Linked DNA regions of Zea mays: region 2 is linked to region 1. The links are chromatin contacts, called in public Hi-C maps. All regions are on one chromosome and are shown on one strand. The core of a region is the stretch at or near the end of the contact, and the rest is flanking DNA. Distances in the headings are between cores, read along the strand shown. Region 1 has its middle 39 kb from the start of LOC100273591. Region 2 holds the start of LOC100273134 (14-3-3-like protein).

Region 1 (4,731 bases), core at 767-3,266:
AATCCCCATCTGACCGCCATCGCAGCAAAATCAACTCGAGAACCTCACTATACCGACCACTCCCATACTGCCCTTGCCCCTTTCGGGTAAGGTAGTCATCCACTAGCTTTCCTAATTAGTCAACCAAGGGCGTCCCATTCCACCATTGTGGTAGTACTGTTTTACCGGGTGGTTCTCCATGTTCCAATTAACATAATGATCTTATCATGAACAATAAATAACAAATTGATAATAAAAGCATGATCATGAATAATGTGTATTTTAACACCCAAAACCACATAAAGCAATAGCTACTATCCAAAAGTTCAGTGGTAAACAAGGTATAAAGATAGCTAAATTGGGGTGACCTATTGGGTCCCATCAAAATTAACCTATGCAGATCATAATGATTAATAGGAATATTATTGGGTAAATAGAAGTGATCAAGGGAACAACTTGCCTTCAACGAGCTCCTGCTCAGCAATTTCCTTCTGCTGAACACCTGGGTCCTCGGTCACTTGTTCGTCTACTCGAAGCAATACAAACAAACATGGCATGAGAAAAATTATCATTACACCAAACATGAGAACATACTGCATAATAATATTCTACGTGTCTTAACGAGATCGTAGGTTCTAGAATTACTAAATTCGGAGTTACGATTATCGAATTACGATTTTCCGAAGTTATTAAGTGTTTTGTATGGAATAAATTAAGTAGATAATTTTAATCTATGTTTCATGACTAAATAGAGTTACCAAGTGATAAATAATATTAATACAAAATTAATGCAACTAGAATGGATAAAAAAATTAAAATGGATTTTCTATGAATTAAGTTTTTGAGATTATTTTTAATACTACAAATCATTTTCTGATTCAATTTATTAATCTTGAGTTTAGTTTGGACTGCGCGCACAAATACCCGAGAAACAGAGGTTAAACCTAAAATTCTAGGGCTCACCCGTAATTTCTTTCTATCTGATGTGGACTGCGGGTTATTTTCTTACAAACTCAGGGTCTCTTGTGAAAAAGGGTTCGGGCGAAGGGGTAACTTGCCATGCAACTCGTTCGATCAGAGACGAACGACACGGATCAGATTTGCTAATAAACGAACCGGTACACGCCTAGAGCCACCAGATCAGAGAACTGTGGTTCAGATTAAACCGAGAATTAGACTGAACCATACGCTACGTGGGCTTTTGGATCTAGATCCAACGGTCAACGTTTTGTATAGCGTGGACCGCTCAGCGCCCGTCCGATCTAACCCTAACGATTGAGATCACGTATTTCCGGAGATCAACACAGATCCGCCCGATCCCGGATCTACGCCTCAAATCACCCTAACGTGAACCGCTACCCAGGACTAATCATGACCGTTGCCACTGGGATCAACGGTTATGAACCCACTTCAAACCCTGCCGGCAGCCCACGGCGGAGCGCGTGACTCATGCAGCGGTGCACCGCCGGAGCAGCGCCCGTTGGCCATTCCGGCGCCCCAGACCCAATCCAATTCGTGGTAAACGAAGCGCAAGATGATACGAACAACAGGGGAGGGCTATTACCATCTCAGACCGTGAGTTGAAGCCGATCCACGGTGCAGAGCGGCTCCAGCGGTGACAACCAGGATCGGCGAGAAATTTTGAGGCGCCCACGGGAGTACTCACGCAGCCTAGTCTCGGAATCGGTCCGCGAGGCTTCTGCGGTGACCCTGGTACACTTCTGAGATGAGGATTCACGGCGTGGGAGATCCGCAACGGTGGTGCTTCCTCCCGGCTTTCTCCAAATCGATGTGCACCAGAGGTGACGTGATTGATGGGGCGTACTGGGGGAAGAAGGAGAACAATGGCTCGGGTTTTATAGGCGCAGGGTAAGGAAGGGGGTTTTGGAACCCAGCTGGCGCGAAGGTCGGCGAGTAGCTCGGGCGGGTTGTTACCGCCACGAGGAAACATGGAGGAAGATCTACAGGGCGTCTCTTACGTGTGGGGCCCGCGTGGCAGCGACAGACGAAGGCGAGTGCGACTAACTGGTGAACGGGCCTGATCCGCCAGGGCCGGCGCGTGAGTGCGGTCGTGTGGCTGCCCGGTGGGTTCCACATTTCGGCGCAGAGCGGGAAGAGGTTAGTCGGGCCGCACGGGCAACCAGGCAGACAACGCGCTATGGGCCAAGGCAGGCTGAATTCGCTTTTTCTTTATTCTTTTTCTTTTCTGTTGTTATTTCTTTTCAATTTTAGATTCCAAATTTTGAATTCAAACTTTGTGGTGAATTTTGTGCTCAAATTAAATGTATAATTTGAACATACCAGTATGGAAGGAATTTATTTATTTATATATTTATTTTGTATTGTGTGGTATTTTTCTCTTTCCCTTTCTATGTTATTTCTAATTTCTAAATTGTAAATTAGGTTAAATCCCAATTTGGACATTAATATATTTCTATTAATATTTCTAGTATTAAGTGCACACACAAATAAACTTCAACAAGATGCATATATTATTTATGTGTCATTTGTTAATTGTTCACTTTAAATATGGTTATTTCTATGTTCTAATAAGTAGAGGGCAAAACATATAATGAGATCAACTATTTTCTTATTATTTACAAATTGGGTATTACATGATCCTCCTGTTCAGAGACGTCCTACGAGACCTAGAGGTGCTTTGCATCTTGCTGCGAGGCCTCAAGCAGTGACCCCACGTGGTGGTCGTGCCTAGCGGGGTGCTGGTCGTGTGTTGTTGGATACTTGATTTCAATCCCGTGAAGGTGTTGAAAATCAAGGCAACACAAGTTAGAAGTGTGAACCTTCATCCTTAGCTTAACACAAATCCGAAGGACAAAGGTCTTTAGAAGGAAATGCAAATGAAAGCGATGTGTAATGAAACAACATTGCACGGTGGAGTATGAAAACTCATCTTCTTTGCTTAGCATTTTTATTACATCTCCCATTATGTTAGATGAGTCTACAAACATAACTTCAACTCCTTAATACAAGGTGGTGTGAAGGTTCTTCAAAGGCTAAGTGACACGAAGCTATGGCCCTCGAAAAGGTACTTTATGTAGGGCACTGTTCATCTATTTATATGGAAGATGAACCACCTTTGCACAGAATTATAATTATACCCATCAAGGTTTTACACACATTGTTTACAAATGACATCAGGACAATAACGTACTTTGTCCATCCTCGACCGCGCAGATTTTGGCCTTCGTTGTTTGGTAGCTTCCCCTCTGGCTTACGTCCGAAGTTATCGACTTCGACTATCAACTTCGCCACTTGCGCGTATAGACGAAGCTTCTTTGCCGCCTCGGTCGAAGGTCAGCTTCATCCACTAGTGGAAACATTCCTGAAATACACTTGATTGTGCCAAAGCAAAAGGTTAAACGAGTGATCTTCGACAAAGAAGGCCCTCAACAGTAGCCCCTTGTGGGATGAGTTCGTTTCTTCATAACGAGCTTAGAGCGCAAAAAATATAATTTGGAGGCCTTATGCCGAAGATCTGAAAACACCTTCCCGATGCTCGTTATGAAGACGATGGATTTAATTCAATGAAAACAAGTGCTCTAGAAGTCGAATCAGCGGAAGAGAAGTCGAGGGTGCTGCGCGGGAATATTTTTAGCGACCCGTGTCGCTTTACGCGCGTTTTTAGTATAAAAGTGGCTGAGGGGGTGAGTGCAGATCACATTTATTGCTCTCACTTACACTCTGCCAAAATTTACTGTGCCTCCCAAGCTTCCCATCCACTAGTGCTTCAGAAGCTAGCCTAGGCTGAACAATTTTTAGAAAAACTCTTCGTCTCGCTTTGATGGCTAATATCTGAACCACTATAAAACTGATCACTCCTACCTCCTTAGAGGCACGACAAGATACCTTGCTTATTTATGAGGCAATGAGGGCTTCATTGACATCAAGACCTACTGCAGAGTTGCCAAAGGATAGACCCCCGTAGCCAAGCTATATTGAAATTGGTCGATCCAATCCAAAGAATAAAGACTTGCAATCTATGAGGAGGCTTGGCTATTTCAGGAGCAAGGTGAATGTGTTCCTTCCTGGAGAAGAAACGACGCTGAAGGCGGGAAGAGACAAAGTTGTTGTTTATAGGAGTTTTTTCAAGGTAGGACTTCGGCTACACATGTACAAGATGATTGCGAAGGTACTGCAGCGATATGAAGTGTTCATGCATCAATTAACTCCAAATGCCATGGTTCGCCTTAGTGTTTTCATCTGGGTTGTACGAAACCAGGGGGCCGTACCGATGCTAATGTGTTTTGCAAGGTTCATGATTTACATTACCAGACGAAGGCAAGGGATGAATCAGGCCTTCATAATAACTTTGAGTGTTATAAATTCGCGTATCGCAAGGATACAAGTGGTCCAATTCTGGACTATCGAACCAAGTTGCATGGCGACTAGAAAAAATAATGGTTTTATGTCAAAGTTGACTCCGAGCAAAGTGAGGATTTTAAGGGTATATTGATGAGCCCTTTGGATGATTTGCATTGAAGAGGCCGAAGTGTGAGATGAGCGAGGCTACTGATGAATGCTACAAAGCCTTCAATACATTCATTAGAAAGTTTGGATCTCAAGATCTAGTTCAAGAGGCGCTTGCTTACAATATGTATCTGACTTGGACTAGATGGAAATTGTCGAAGGAAGTGAAATTGAAAGATGAAGAACTTGTTACATTAGCTTTTGACTTCAAAGAACAGTCTTCATATAAGGCTCCTTCGACTGGGTGGCTGAGGTTTATTGAAG
Region 2 (4,709 bases), core at 873-3,372, 200 kb before region 1:
ACGAAGCATTTGTTAGCATCCCAGAGTAATTAGATCCATTACTTGAATTCGACACACCTAATAGTAATAAAAAACGTTCCAGTGAATATGCATGCAGAACACACAAATCTGCATTACATGCACACAAACAGTAATCCCAAAGTGAGTGCTAGAAAATCTGTTCCGGGATGCAAAGCAGTTCAGTCTAGGGATCTACAGTTCCCAAAGCAGTATTTCCCTATAGAGGGTCCATAACATGCAAACTGCAGACTAGTGTTGATGGACATCAGTCAAGTCTACAATTCAATCCCAATTCAAAACAAGATTGCACTCTCAATTTAAAACGGCTTATATGATTTGACTAATCGCAGGCATGCTATATCATCAGCTACAAGTGAATTGTTCCCTTTGCATCAGCTTTTATTTAACAACCCATACCCTACATATGCAATAAGCCTGTTGTCCAGTTATACAATCCAAGAAAGAAAACAAATCACAATGGGCAATAGAAGAAGCAAACCTGCTTTGCAAGGTTGCAAGCACGGTCAGGGGAGTTGAGGATCTCGTAGTAGAACACTGAGAAGTTGAGAGCAAGCCCGAGCCTGATGGGGTGGGTTGGGGCCAGATCAGCAAGAGCAATATCCTACAAACCAAAAGCCAACAAGAAAGAACCACAATTAACAATATAGGCACTGTCATCCTATCAGTATGAACACAATGGTCAAACCTGAGCAGCTTTGTAGGCATTCATGGTGCTCTCCGCAGCATCCTTCCTCTCTGCACCTGACTTGAACTCAGCAAGGTACCTACAAAATCATCATGAGAAATCAGATACCAACATATACGTGCAGTACGGGGTACAGAATCCATGGAACACAAATTCATATCCTTCAATCTAGACTGCGCAGTACCATGCATCATATAGACAAATTCATAGAAAGCAACCTCAATGTGCACCATAAATAATAGGGTTAATTAGAAATATGCCACTCCAATTTTGAAAAAGTTAGAAACTAGTCCATTTTCATGCCACTATAAGTCATCAAAATAAACTAACCGTCTAATTTTGCAAAAGTATAGTAGCATGTACACAATTAATCTTAATCCTAAATAAAAGGAGAAACAACCTCACTAAAAACGTCACAGATATCACAATGCCCCTTTCCCTTTTTTGTCCTTTGACTTTCCGCCACAAATAGCAAACGAACGAACCGCAAAAAATCAAATAAAAAATGATACGCATTAAATCTAGACCTAATCAACACCAAGAACTCAGGCCCAATCACACCCCACAAGAAACTACTGCACATAGATCTTTAGTTTTGACTCTTCAAAACAACTCCCAAGGTCCATATACAAAGTCACCAAAATCAGATCGTGCTGCCCTACAAATAACAGGCAATAAATAATGACTCCAGCCCCACTAGTAACGTAAAGATCCTCAAAAACCCATCAACTCTGTCACGTCGCACATAAAGATCGCGCGTACATCCACCAATAAACCCCCCTCCTGGGCCACTCCATAAATAGATCGCGTAGTCTAGACTCTAGATGCGGATAGGCAGAATAAAAAGCGAGATCTGCTAGCGATAGTGGTATACCTGTGGTAGTCACCCTTCATCTTGAGGTAGAAGACCTTGGACTCGGCGCCGCCGGCGGATGGGACGAGGTGGGAGTCGAGGAGCGCGAGGATGCCGTCGCAGATGCGGGCAAGCTCGGCCTCGATCTTGGAGCGGTAGGCGCGGATGGATGCGGCGTGCGCCTCGTTCCCGCGGCCTTCCTCCTTCTGCTCGATGGAGGAGATGATCCGCCACGAGGCCCTGCGGGCGCCGATGACGTTCTTGTAGGCGACGGACAGCAGGTTGCGCTCCTCCACCGAGAGCTCGTCCCCGCCGCCGGCGCCCCCGGCGTAGCGCGCGACGCGCTCCATGAACTCGACCATCTCCTCGTACCGCTCCGCCTGCTCCGCAAGCTTGGCCATGTACACGCTCTCCTCCCGCGTCGGCTCCGACGGCGACATGGCTGCGAGCGGGGCTGGGACGGGTCGGCGGATCGGGATCGCCGGCGGCACGGGCGGTCACACGGTTGCGGTGGCGCAGAGGATCCTGTGGAGCGGATGCGACGCGTTTGTGCGGAGGAGGGGAGGGCAGGGGAGGCGAGGGGTGGGGGCATTTGAGGAGGGCGCGGCCCCCGGGCGCGCGGGGTGCGGGGCCCGCATGGCAGTGGGATGACGTGCCGGTCAAGGGAGCGCAGCGCGCGCCAGGGGGTTCGGTGCGGAGGGGGAGGGTGTGTGGGCAGTGTTGTGGCCAGGAGGTGGATGGACGGGGGTGGTCGGTGGGACACGTGTGAAGTTCTGGTTGTGTGGAGATGGTGTTTGCTGTGTGAACATCGTGTGGGCGAGGAACGTGAGGTGCAGAGGCTTGGCGGTCAATTCTGGGGAGGGAGCCCAAGCTATTCAAATTAGCACGGTATAACCGTATACGTAGTTTTCAAATATAAAATTCGTTTACGTCCGTAGTCTACAAAAATATGTGTAGTATATTATTTTTCAGAGTGGTTTTGACTGAGAAGGCAGATGTAGTGCAATGATCTACGAATATACTCCTCTTTAAGGCGTAGTTTGGGAACTTTTTATTTTTCTCAAGCGATTCTTATTTTCTCAAAAAAATAAATTAATTTCTCTTAAAAATGGAAATTCCTTAAAAATAGAGTCGTCAAACTACCACTAAGTAATTTTTTCACAACCGTTTCATTAAATTAAATAGTTGTGCACGTAGATTTCTTTTTTCAAAACATACTCTCCTAAATACAACACGACTTACGAGTGTAAGGTGACCGGAGATAGCAATGAATCCTTCCCGCCGTAGAAAATTCTTTTACCAGGGCTAGTATGGGAACCTATTTTTCTAAGAGATTTTTATTTTCTTAAAAGAAATTAATTCATTTTCCTTTGTAAAAATAGAAATCCTTTAGGAAAATAGAGTTCCCAAACTAGCTTTTAGAGGAGTATAGAGAAGATTCTTCCCACGAGAATATAAACGAAAAAAATTCTTCGCTTGACAGGTAAATTGAGACAGGGGTAGAGACAGAAAAAAACTCTCTCCATCTCCGTTTCCCGCGGGGATCTTTAAATTTACATGTAACAATGATAATGATAATAATAAATAATTACATTGTCAAGACATCACTCATTTTACAAATGTGTGTGTTGACATCTTTTTCGGGCGCCAAACACTAACAAGAACCGGCGACAGTGCTCTCTGCACAAGAGCGGACGGTCCACGACCTGGCGCAGGGCTAGGGTTCCCTGCCTGACGTGCCGGACGGTCCGCGCGTGCGCAGGGGCGGCAAAGGTCACCGACGGCGCCTGGGAGGGACCCCGTCGGGGAGGAGAGATCCTAGGGGTTGTCTAGGCTTAGCAGGCCGACCTAGACTCCTCTAATCAACGTAGAGTCGAAGAGAAGCGAAGAATTTGGAGATTGGAATATTAAACTAGAACTAAACTAGAGGTACTCCTAATGCATAAGGTAAAAACGAGAAATAGACTTGATTTGATCGATTGTTGGGGGTTCAATCAGTCGTAGCCCTTCATCTATATAAAGGGGGAGGTCTGGATCCGCTTCGACAGCTGTCCCTCCGCCAGGCTCCGTCGCTCCTCCGACGGCCACGACATCACACCAGCTGGGTGCCAAAATCTCTCCGGCTGCCACATCGGCATGTACTTAGGGCGCTAGCTCTCCCCCGCTAGACACGTAGCACTCTGCTACACCCCCATTGTACACCTGGATCCTCTCCTTACGCCTATAAAAGGAAGGACCAGGGCCCTCTTAGAGGGGTTGGCCGCGCGGGGACGAGGACGGGACAGGCGCTCTCTTGGGGCCGCTCGCTTCCCTCTCCCGCGTGGACGCTTGTAACCCTCTACTGCAAGCGCACCCGACCTGAGCGCTGGACGAACACGAAGGCCGCGGGATTCCCACCTCTCTCACGCCGGTCTCCGGCCGCCTCGCTCCTTCCCCCCTTCGCGCTCGCCCACGCGCTCGACCCATCTGGGCTGGGGCACGCGGCGACACTCACTCGTCGGCCCGAGAGACCCCCCGGTCTCGAAACGCCGACAGTTGGCGCGCCAGGTAGGGGCCTGCTGCGTGTTGACGAACAGCTTCCCGTCAAGATCCAGATGGGCAGTCTCCAGCAACCTCTCCGACCCGGGACGGTGCTCCGTTTCGGGAGTCTTGAGTTCATGTCCTTCGACGGCAGCTACGACATGATACTCCTTCCACCGCCGCGCGACAACGACAATGGCGGCCGACAGCCCGCCCGCCGGCGGCGGAATCGACGACGTCTTCCCCGCGTGGTGGAAGAACAACATTCGAGCTCGCCCCGTCCTCACCCCCGCCAACGGAGGAGGAGGCGGGGCAACCAAGGCCAAGCGGGAGGCCGCGCCTCGTCGGCTGTCGAGCGAGTCGACGTCCCCAGCGCCCCAACGGGGGGCGCGTCGGGCGTCGACCTCGCGTTTGAGACGAAGGCGAGCGCCGTCTCCCCGCGACACGCCAATCCCGAGCAAGCGGACGACGCCAGTGCGCTCGCGGAGAGCTTGCAGGACGTCGCCTTCATACCTGAGACGACGGTGCAATCAGTCCCCGACGTGACTATGTCGCTGCTCGTCGACCGAAAGGTACCGACCGATTCCCATCCTACGTCATTTGGACTCAGCCTCAACCCGCCTAGCGACC

What was found. A called contact is a pair of places that touch in the nucleus more often than the background predicts.
Region 2: a contact with region 1 is called in a Hi-C map of leaf, with 5 times the contacts expected there. The contact joins the promoter of LOC100273134 here to the enhancer-like site in region 1. A contact is called at or near these places in 2 of 25 Hi-C or Micro-C datasets (ear and leaf).

The regions. Positions count from the first base shown.
Region 1 is chr4:215,989,941-215,994,671 of Zm-B73-REFERENCE-NAM-5.0, reverse strand. No RefSeq gene overlaps it. Among protein-coding and RNA genes, the nearest start is that of LOC100273591, 39 kb to the right of the region's middle. Within about 2 kb of position 2,016, at least 18 of the 20 cell types and tissues checked have an H3K27ac peak or open chromatin away from gene starts, as enhancers often do. A contact at or near this core is called in ear and leaf, where this site is marked.
Region 2 is chr4:216,192,648-216,197,356 of Zm-B73-REFERENCE-NAM-5.0, reverse strand. It overlaps LOC100273134 (14-3-3-like protein), which reads right to left and starts at 2,122. Exons shown (of 5, transcript NM_001147581.2): 1 at 1,581-2,122; 2 at 707-785; 3 at 500-622. The coding sequence starts at 1,999.